Regions from separate parts of the Gossypium hirsutum genome. Here all the other regions are linked to region 1. Evidence: chromatin contacts called from public Hi-C data. All regions are on one chromosome and are shown on one strand. Each heading gives the region's core, a stretch centred on a gene start, on an enhancer-like site or on the middle of the called end of the contact. The rest is flanking DNA. Distances are from core to core; before and after follow the strand shown. Region 1 holds the start of LOC107951846 (plastidial pyruvate kinase 2). Region 2 has its middle 33 kb from the start of LOC107917913. Region 3 holds the start of LOC107917913 (protein SGT1 homolog B).

The links. Hi-C and Micro-C count contacts between places; a contact is called where the count stands out from the background.
Region 2: a contact with region 1 is called in a Hi-C map of fibers, with 3 times the contacts expected there. The contact joins the enhancer-like site here to the promoter of LOC107951846 in region 1. A contact is called at or near these places in 16 of 34 Hi-C or Micro-C datasets (anther, callus, fibers and 3 more).
Region 3: a Hi-C map of leaf shows a contact between it and region 1, with 4 times the contacts expected there. The contact joins the promoter of LOC107917913 here to the promoter of LOC107951846 in region 1. A contact is called at or near these places in 3 of 34 Hi-C or Micro-C datasets (callus and leaf).

The regions. Positions count from the first base shown.
Region 1 is chrD08:37,126,151-37,129,593 of Gossypium_hirsutum_v2.1, forward strand. LOC107951846 (plastidial pyruvate kinase 2) reads left to right here and starts at 1,453. Exons shown (of 12, transcript XM_016886996.2): 1 at 1,453-1,858; 2 at 2,626-2,913; 3 at 3,437-3,443. The coding sequence starts at 1,622.
Region 2 is chrD08:36,916,051-36,919,676 of Gossypium_hirsutum_v2.1, forward strand. No RefSeq gene overlaps it. Among protein-coding and RNA genes, the nearest start is that of LOC107917913, 33 kb to the left of the region's middle. Within about 2 kb of position 2,006, at least 2 of the 9 cell types and tissues checked have an H3K27ac peak or open chromatin away from gene starts, as enhancers often do. A contact at or near this core is called in fibers, where this site is marked.
Region 3 is chrD08:36,882,534-36,885,836 of Gossypium_hirsutum_v2.1, forward strand. LOC107917913 (protein SGT1 homolog B) reads left to right here and starts at 2,045. Exons shown (of 10, transcript XM_016847331.2): 1 at 2,045-2,340; 2 at 2,437-2,506; 3 at 3,133-3,257. The coding sequence starts at 2,181.

The DNA.
Region 1 (3,443 bases), core at 203-2,702:
ATATATAAGTAATTAAAATAAAATATTGGTTGAGTGATAAATTTAAAGTTTTTCCAATGTAATTGGCATGAATTTAAATCCCACCATATACATATTTTATTGCTTTTTTAATTAAAAGGACAAAAGAACCTTCAAATAATATAATTTATTTTAAATATGAAAGATCATTTTTGTAATTTTCAAACAAGTTGGTGTCTGATTGACTTGTGACACCAACTCAATCAGGGATTTTATTAATATTATAGATATATACATTTCATTATTACTATTTCTATAATAAGTAAAAAGTATAATGATAAATTTAGCATTCAATATTTACATTTTTTTGTCAATTTAATCATTATTCCTTTTTTTTAAGCTAAATTTAGCTCTTAACCTTTCAAAAAAGAGTCAAATTATTTTTTAATAGAAATACTGACTAAAACATTAATTTTTTAACGTTGTTGGTGTAACAACTCGCATGACAATTTATGTGTTTATCCTACTAACATAACACCATTTGTCTTATATGTCACGTAAACAAATAATTCAAAAATTATAAAAATTAAAAATTAAAATTAAAATTAAAATTAAAAAAATACAAAAAGTTTATAAAAATTCAAAAAGTTAGCATGAAATACAAGTAGATCGTCATACAGGTTGCTGTATTTAAAATTTTAATATTTTAGTTAACATTCTCTCTGAAGGAAAAATAAATTTTGACTCTTTTTGGAAATGTTAATAATTAAATTCGATTTTTTAATAGGTTAAAGGTTAAATTTAACTAAAAAAAAGTTTATGTTCAAAGCGTTAAAGAGATAAATTTGAAATTATAACTAAAATAAATTCAAAATTCAAAAATTTAAATCCATATACCCAATACAAAACACAAGTTTTATATTTAATGAAAAGAATGCTTGTCAAAGTCAAATCATAAATGATATATGCGGAAAACCACGAGAGGCGAATTGAAATTGGAAATCCTATGGAGGGTTCAACTTCAATCCCAACCCGGAACAAGACCAATGTTATGCTGACACTTGAACAAAAAAATGACGAATGATATCAGGGGTTGAATCTCTGACACGACGTCGTATAACAACAATAAAAAGTTGTCTTCTTTGTTTTAATAATAATAATAATAATAATAATAATTTGCCTAATTTCCATCCGTTTTTTGAAAAGAATAAAGTTTAATGGGTAATTGTATATATAAAATTTTAATTTAATTTAATTCATAATTATTTATATAATATTATTTTATGATTATATATTACATAGATAAATAATTAAATTTATCACATATAAAAATAGGTTAATATATTCAATTTTTTAAAATTTATATAACTAAATCAAAATTAAAAATTTAAATATATATTTAAATCACAAAAAAATATATAACTGAATTAAATTAAAATTTATATGTATAATTTCACATTAAATTCTTACTCAGAGAAAAAAAAAACAGTTTGAATAAAATAGGTGCATAGTGTTTGTCGATACAAACTAGGCACGCTTCATTCTGCAGCCTCCTCTTTTAAAAGTCATTGTTTTAGCGGCGATTTCTCCAACCTTCAATTTTATCAGCGAAACTCCCTCGCCTTCCTCTCCCCTCGAACCCTTTCTATCTCTCATTTTAGCAATGGCTCAAGTGGTGGCCACTAGATCCATTCGTGCTAACTACTTCAGCAAGGCCTCCGGATCCCTTCAGGACCCAGTGGAGAAGCTTAAGCCTGCGTCCTTCGCTTCCAAAGTACTCTTACCTGACCACAGGAAGAGCAACGCCGTCGTGCTTACGAGGAACTCTAGGATTACTGCCAAGAGAGCCTCACGTGCCGAGCCTGAACTTATTCCCGTTTCACCTGAGGATGTACTTAAGGTTTGGCCCACTTCCGACCTCTCTGACCTTCCGCTTTGATTATGAATTTGGTTGCTGCCATCTCATGCTAAAAGAAAAAAGATCAAAAAACGCACTGGATCTTTGTTAACTTTTTTGATTTATCTAGAGGCTAAGAAAGCAATAGGCGTGATATTATGTAAGTGGAGTGATAATATTATCATGGAGCATGCTGATTGTTTTTTTTTATAAGAATGGAGCGTGTCAAGTTGAATAAGGTCATGTTTGTATTTTCGAAAATGCATTGTCCTATTAGTGAAACTTACACAATCCATAAATGGAAATGGTGATTTTTTTTCTCTAAAATGAGGAAACTTCCTGGTCACTTTGGACTATAAATGAGAAATATTTAGGACTGGAGTCAAGATTTCCGCTGAGATCTTTTTACAAGCCAGTCTTTGGTGCACTGTCGGTTGATTTTGTGCTAAAGAAATTATCCAGAGAATAATGAGTAACATGGGGCATAACTTTCACCTGTTTGCCATTGCCGGTGAAAGAAAAGGAACCTTGAAGTGTATAACAACTTAAGTGTTTGGTTAAAATGATGAAGTTCGAATTACACAGTGTATTTCACTTGAAATTTCTGCTTATTTACACTGGTATAGGATGGTGGCATTGCCGTTGAATGACATAGTCACTATGCTTTGAATTGCCATTATATCTATGCTCAAATAACTTATCATGGACAGCTGAAGAGAGAAAATCACCGGAAATCATTGCTTGTAACTTTTCTTACTTTTTTTCTTCAGAGGGAGGAGCAATATGAGCAGTTAAGGGGGATTCAGCAAGTAGGTGATGGATCAGTGGGTATGTGGTCCAAGCCTACTGTTAGACGTAAAACAAAGATTGTTTGCACTATTGGTCCTTCAACAAACACAAGGGAAATGGTATGGAAATTGGCTGAGGCTGGAATGAATGTTGCTCGCTTGAATATGTCTCATGGAGACCATGCATCTCATCAGAAAGTTATTGATTTAGTCAAGGAATATAATGCACAATCCAAAGACAACACTATCGCAATCATGCTTGACACCAAGGCAAGTTCCCTCAACTTCATTTACCTTTTTACAGTGTAAAAGCAGTTATGCCAGGTTGCTTGAGCCAACAGTTTGGTGTTGTCAGACTTAGACATCGGTGTTACCTTTCTTTGTCAAAATTATTGTCAGAATTTTGTCATCTTAGACAATGTTCTTAACAAAAACCTATGCCAATTGTTTCTTGGATTTTGGATACAGGTTCTGTTATGGTCATCATGACACTCTATTTTGGAGTAAGACTGCCAAGTATGTACAAGTGACAGTATGTTAGTATATGGTTTGGGCACTTATTAGTCTGCAATACAAATATATGTCTGCATGTGTGTGTGTGTGCATATGGTTTTTGTCTTTATTCGTGTGTTTTACTTGTGAGGTTATGAGCCATTAAAATTGTTGGACGTAGTGTTGTAGGAAACAATTATACAACTTATATTATGTGATTTTCGTCTGATAGTTCTATTAGTTCAGTTTCTGTAAACCTTCATTTATTATGTTCTTATGTTATTTTGGCTCTGTTTGTTAGGGTCCTG
Region 2 (3,626 bases), core at 756-3,255, 210 kb before region 1:
GCTCGGCCCGACCTATTTTTAAGTTTATAATACTTTATATTATGTTATTTTTATATATTATGTAAATTATAACACATTAAAAAATAAAGTTATACTAAATATATAATACTACTCTAATGTAAGTATTAAAATAATGATAAGATGACTATATAAAAATTTCAATAAAAAAATTTATAAAATGGAACTTAAATGTGTACATCAACGGGAAAGAGACATATGGCGAGGTCAGAGATGAAGAGAAACGATGCAAATTTATGGTCCTCGTACTGACCACTATTTGAACGGAAGGAACCAAACTGGTAGTTGCAAAGTATGTTGGTTAAGTTGTAACCCTTGCCATGGTTTGTGTAGCTTGCTTCATCCAACCCACTTCGTTTAAATTTAATTTAGTATTATTTTTCAAAAGTGTTTTTACTCTTGAGGCGCATTCAATCGTCAAAAGGGAGAATGTGATTGAGTATCGATGAGTCAAAAAGGTTAAGTCAAAATACCAAATGAAAGTAGATCAATTTTTTTTCATTTTCGAGGAAGTGCATATTTTATCTGAATCTTCTGAATTTCTTGAAAATCCTAAAAGATCCATTTTTTATTTTTTCTCTAATAGATGGTCAGAACTTCATCTGGGTTCGAACCCTACTGAGAGGTCCACTAGAGATCAGAAATTGTTTAAGAAAAAATAAGATGTTTCTTTTGTTCCTTCCAAGCGATCGGAAAATAAAAAAAAATAGTTAATATAAGTCAAAAAATTGTTTAGAGTCATAAACTGAACATATAATTTTTGGATAAAAAGTGTTTTTAAAAGATCTACAAAATCCAAAAGCAAAAACAGTTTTTTTTAATTTTTATTTCTGGAAAAAGCGTTTTAAGAACAAAAGATAATTTTAATCCTTATAAAATATTTTATATAATATTTATATTAGGTATGTAATTACTTTCCTATTGAAATTTATTTTAAATATATAATATTATATATTTAGATTTTTATTAGTTATATTTTTATATGTAAAATATAATTTATATATTTGAATTAAATTTTAGAAATAATTAATATTAATTGCTTAAAAATATTTAAAATTTATGAAATTTAAATAATAAATGAAATTAAATGCATATTTGTATTTCAAATAATTAATTTATATTTCATATATTCTTAGTAAAATAATATTCAAATTAATTAATATTATGATATTTAAATAATAAATTATTTTTATATTCTTAGTAAAATATCATAATATTAATTAATTTGAATATTATTAAAATGCATATTTGTTATTTTATAACAGCATGTCTAAAGCAAACATTTTATTTTTCAAAAGTATTTTTTGACAACAAGACTAAACACTTAAATCTTACACCAAAATTTTCAAAAATACTTCTCAAAATCACCTTTACACAATACTTCTCAAAAGTAATGCTAAACTAACCCTTAACCATCTTTCAAAATAATTACTATTGCTTAATATTATATGTTAGAAATCCTTGTGTTTTCATTTTACTTTCGTTGGTAGAGGGAAAGAAAAACAAGGTTTGAGGATGTCTCAGTTGGTCATTGTCCTAGATTCAATTTTCACAGTCAAAATGAGGCCCGATGACAAAGTTTTCTGCTCATGAATTCCATCATGATAATCACCACTTGAATAGCCCAACCACCATGTCGATCTCAAATATTAAATTGAAGTAATCTAACTTCCTTTTTTTTCTAATAAAAAAAGTTAATGGAGTGTGTTCCAAATTTTTAAATTTCAAATAAAATATCATATATATAATCAAATTCACTTAACTAATTTTTTTTTCGAACTAAACATCAATTAAAGATATATAAAAAAATAAAGGGAAAGAGATATCGTCTAGGTAAAGCAAAACCCATATGTCTGTAATTTTTTTGACATGTAACTGTCTACTTCGTTAGCACGCTATTTCTTGGGGCGATCTTCCCTTGTTGTTTCAGGTTTCCAGTTTTTTGGTGGTTTCGACAGTTTGCTGGTGTGTGGTTTCTGTGGGGCAGGTGCTCGTGTATTTGGTGGGACATGGAAAATGATCTGGCTACTTTGCGAATTACGGAGGAGGAGGATGATGTGATTCAACTTCTGGGGCCTTTAATTGGTCGCACTCTACTATATGAATTTTGTTTTGTGGGTTGTTTTGTTACTACTAGTGTGATACATTTCCCTGATATGAACAATACTTTAGCGAATTTATAGCATCCTTTGGGAGGGATACAAATTACTGACTTAAGGGAGAAATGGTTTCTATTTTGGTTCTTCAATTGTGTTGACTTTGACCGAGTTGTTAGAGGAGCACATTGGACTTTTAACAACCATATTTTGGTTTTTCATTGCCTACGTCCTAGTAAGGACCCTTTGTTGGTGCCTTTGATCTACTCCTACTTTTGGGTGTAGATTCATGATTTACCACTTGGACTATTTTCGGAGGCTGTTGCTCGGGCATTGGGGAATTTCGTTGGGCTATTCGAGGAGTACGATGCCAAATAAGATATTAACAGCATTGTTCCTTTCTTGCGGATGAGGGTCAAAGTTGATATTCGGGCACCATTGAAGCGTCGGAAGAATATTCAACTATCTCCTGGGGACTCTATTTATGTTCAGTTTTGGTATGAGAAGCTTACACTTTTCTGCTTTTTGTGTGGTCGTCTGGGGCATGGAGACAATTTCTACCCCATTCACTTGGCAAAGGAAGTCATTGCAAATGATAATGGATGGGATATTTCTCTTAGAGCGGTGGGACGTAGAGTCGCTGTTATGGACAGTATCTGGCTGATTAAGGAAACTACTAATGGTTTTTAGGGGATAGTTCTTTTGAGCACCTTTAGGCTTACGGGTTTGTCGACTACCTTATCAGCGTGTTTTCTAGGGGGTCTCCATTTGATTTTGGGGGTGAACTTAGAAGGGGTTGTGTCGAGAGCTACCGAGAATGATCTGGGTGTGTACGGTTTAGTCAATATGATCTATGATTTGAAATATGCTCCTGTGGTAGGAATTGGTGGGAAAAAGAGACTGCGAAGTGGACGTTCCTCTAGGCTTGTTTTAGAGGGTTCGAATTCACTAAGGGCTGGAGACGAGCGATCTCCTACTTGCCAATTGAATATATCAGTGGCTGCTAAGGAGTAGGTTGGTCGACAACCATGAGGATCTTCTGCTAGAATGTGTGTGGGTTGGGGAGTCCACGGAATATTCGCAAGCTTCAGCATATGCTGAAACTGTACAATCTCCATATTTTCTTCTTCACGGAGATGAAATTAGATTGTGATCATATGGTTCTGGTACGGCATCGGTGTGGGTTTTTACGTAGCATAGAGGTGTCGGTGGAAGGGACTTTGGGGTGTCTTAGTTTGGGTTGGCAGGCGAATCTGCTGGTGGATTTATGAAGTTTCTCATGGTTTCATATTGATGTGAATGCCAAAGAGATTGGTATAGACGTGAGTTGGATTTTTACAGGGTTTTATGGTTTACCGGATTTGAGACATCGGTCTGTAGCTTGGGATACACTTCGGACTTTAGGACATGATCAAAGGTTGCCCTGGTAGGTGTGTGGTGATTTTAACAAAATATTATACTCTTTTGAGAAGACAGGGGGTGTGTTGCGTGACAAAAGATGCATGTTGGAAT
Region 3 (3,303 bases), core at 795-3,294, 240 kb before region 1:
TTAAAAAAACTTACCAGCTCTCAATCTTTCTACTTCTAGACTCAAATCCGCACGATGGTTGCAACATGCAGAACTTCTTTCAACTATATCCTCTTCTTCTTTAAGGCATCTGAAGAAGACGATGCTTAGATAAAAAGTTTTGAGAAACAAAATTAAGAGGAACTTTGTTCCCGCACATACCTATATATATACTCCTTCGGCACGATCTCCACTGACTATTGCCGCCACTTGATCTTAATTATTATGTCTCCCACTTTGGAGCCAGCTAGTTATATCCTAACCGAACTAGGGTTGTGGTACAACTATTTGAATTTCGACCAATAAATTTTTCTATTCTCCCATCAGACCCAACAATTTACTAGTCTTTTCAATTAAATCCTAACTCTCTAAAATCTCGAGTCAATTTAGGTAACCGGGTGGTACAGACACATTATGTTTTTCATCAAAGAATATGTCACTTGGTACGTAACTTTGTCACTAAGTTACATTTTTTCCACAGCATTACAACTTTCCAGGAAAGATATATTTATTCATTAAAAGTCTTTTTTGAAATTTATAATTATTCAAATAAATTTGTTTATATGCAAATAAAAAATTATTATTATTTAAAAAAATTATTTACACCACCGAATATAAATCTAAGTACCTATCTTTTGACATTGCATGTGTACATAAAGTTAATTGATAAGTACACTTATCTAGCAAGCTAAGCACCCAAGTCTATGAAACAAATTATAAAGAAATTTCTATTTATATTATTTGTACTTTATATGTTAGTAATGTGAGATTATTAACATTGCAAATAATTAACACTTATGCTATGTTTAGTTTGCTGTAATGAAATAGAGTTGTAATGGAATAGAGTTGTAATGAAATAGAACTGTTTGGTTGAATAGAATGGAATAGAACTATAATAGTATTATTGTGTTTGGTTGAATGAAATGATGCTGTAATAGCATAAAGAAAAAACTAAAATGACCATAGTACTATTAGCAAAATTATTTTTAGGTAGATGATTATTGTTATTATTATTAAATTTTAATAAGATTATTATTAAAAATAATTTAATAAAATAATAAATAATCTAATCATATTCTAATATAATTATTATTAAATATAATTTAATAAAAATAAAATATATAATTTAATAATATTTTAAATATTTTATTTTTATATTTTCTAAGTTCAAGTTTTAAAGGACTAATATGGAAATTATTATTATTTTATTCAACGTTATGGAATAGATATTCTTTAGTAAGACTAAAGAATAGCTATTATAGAAAGACAAATAATAAGAAAATAATAATCATTTAATTGAATTAGTATTACGTTCAACCAAATAAATGAATAATTTACCATTCAATAAATAAAGGAGAATCAATCAGGGTTTTAATATCAAAATCGAAGCTGTGGGTACCTTGGGGCTTAAGGTTATCCATACCTTAGGTTTCGCAGAAGCCTTGGTGGATACAATATAGCGAATAGTTTGATGGGAGAAGATGCGGTACCGCCTTAGTTTTACAAAAACATAAAAAGCAAGAAATGAAGAAGAATAAAATGCGACCTATGAATTCATGATTAATGGTAACTCCTCTCAAAAGTTAAAACACAAACAACCAGTTAGGGGTTAGATTTTTGTTCAAAATTCAAATCCCTTTTAATGATTTACTTTGAAAAAGAGAAGTTAATTGCTCAACTTTTATTTTTGTGGTTAATTAGGTTATTTTTGATTTTCCAAAAACATAAAAAAAGAGAAAATAACCCTTTTCTTCTTCATTTACTTGATATAAATATTTTATTTTTTTAAAAATAAATTATGATTTTTTATAAAAATTATTTTTTAGAAAAAGATAAAAATACAAATGTAATATTTTAACTATAATTCATGCACTATATTAGTTATTAAATCTTTGAATTAGCGTGTCACACTATTATTTTGTAAATGGATAACTAAAATATAATAAATTAATAATATTAATGATTATTATATAATTTTTAAAAATTAGGCAATTTTAAAAACTATTTATATAGTTTAAAAGGAAATGGGTTTCATTAAATTTCCAAGGAAAAATATATTAAAATATCATCATAATATTAAGTCGTCGCCAGGGTCAATCTCATTCTCCCTCAGATCAATTTGAGTACTGTTTCTTGTTCTCTCTTCTCTGGCATCCCCTGCAATGGCGTCTGATCTTGAGACCAAAGCCAAAGAAGCCTTCATCGATGACCACTTCGAGCTTGCGCTCCATCTCTACTCTCAAGCCATCCAACTTAATCCTAAACACGCCGAGCTCTATGCTGACCGTGCTCAAGCCAACATCAAACTCAATAATCTCACTGGTATTTCCCTTATTTTCCCCATTCCATCTTGCTTTTATATAATTTCTTTTGATTATTTAATTGTCTTTTTTTTTTTTTGCAATTTTGTTGGCGCAGAGGCTGTGGCGGATGCGAACAAAGCGATTGAGTTGGATCCTTCCATGTCTAAAGCTTATCTGCGTAAAGCGTTAGTATATTTTCCAAATGCCTACTTTTCTTTTCTTTAGCTTGATAATTTCACTGCTTTATTTATTTATCTCCTTTTGGCCTTGCACAATCTGCTAATTCCTGCATTAAAATCAGCTGATTCTATCACGCCTTTGATATAATTACTAAGGTTGTGTTTGGGAACTTGGATTTGATAAATAGGTTTGTTTTTGAAAAATAATGTAATTATGTAATAAAACACATGTAAATATAACATTGTTGAATATTTTTCAATTTCATGTTTTTGTTGGATGCCTATTTACTTTAGTGGTGAATTTGAAATGTCTAAAGATGTTCTTGAACTTGAAATTCATGTTTTCATACCTTATAAATATATAATAATATTGGATTTAATTAATTTATACAATACGAGTACATTCAATTATTTCAAATTGTACAGAAAATGAAATCCAAATCTTCAAGTTCATGTTCCCAAATATAGCATAAAAGAATTCCCGAGTGGTTCAGAGTAGGATGAACATTATCAATACAAAATACTGATAATAGATAAAATAGTTAAATTAATATTTGCCTTTTCTTACCTAACACTAATGTTCATGTATCATGCATAACCCTTTATAACGATGTGTAAATCTATGCCTGCAGCACTGCCTGCATGAAGCTTGAAGAGTATCAAACTGCTAAGTCTGCACTGGAGACTGGCGCTGCTTTGGCACCTGCAGAGTCAAGATTTTCCAAGTTGATAAAAGAATGTGAAGAGCGAATTGCAGGTATTGCCTTGAAGAGGGGTTTTTAGGAAGGGATAAATTTATCTAC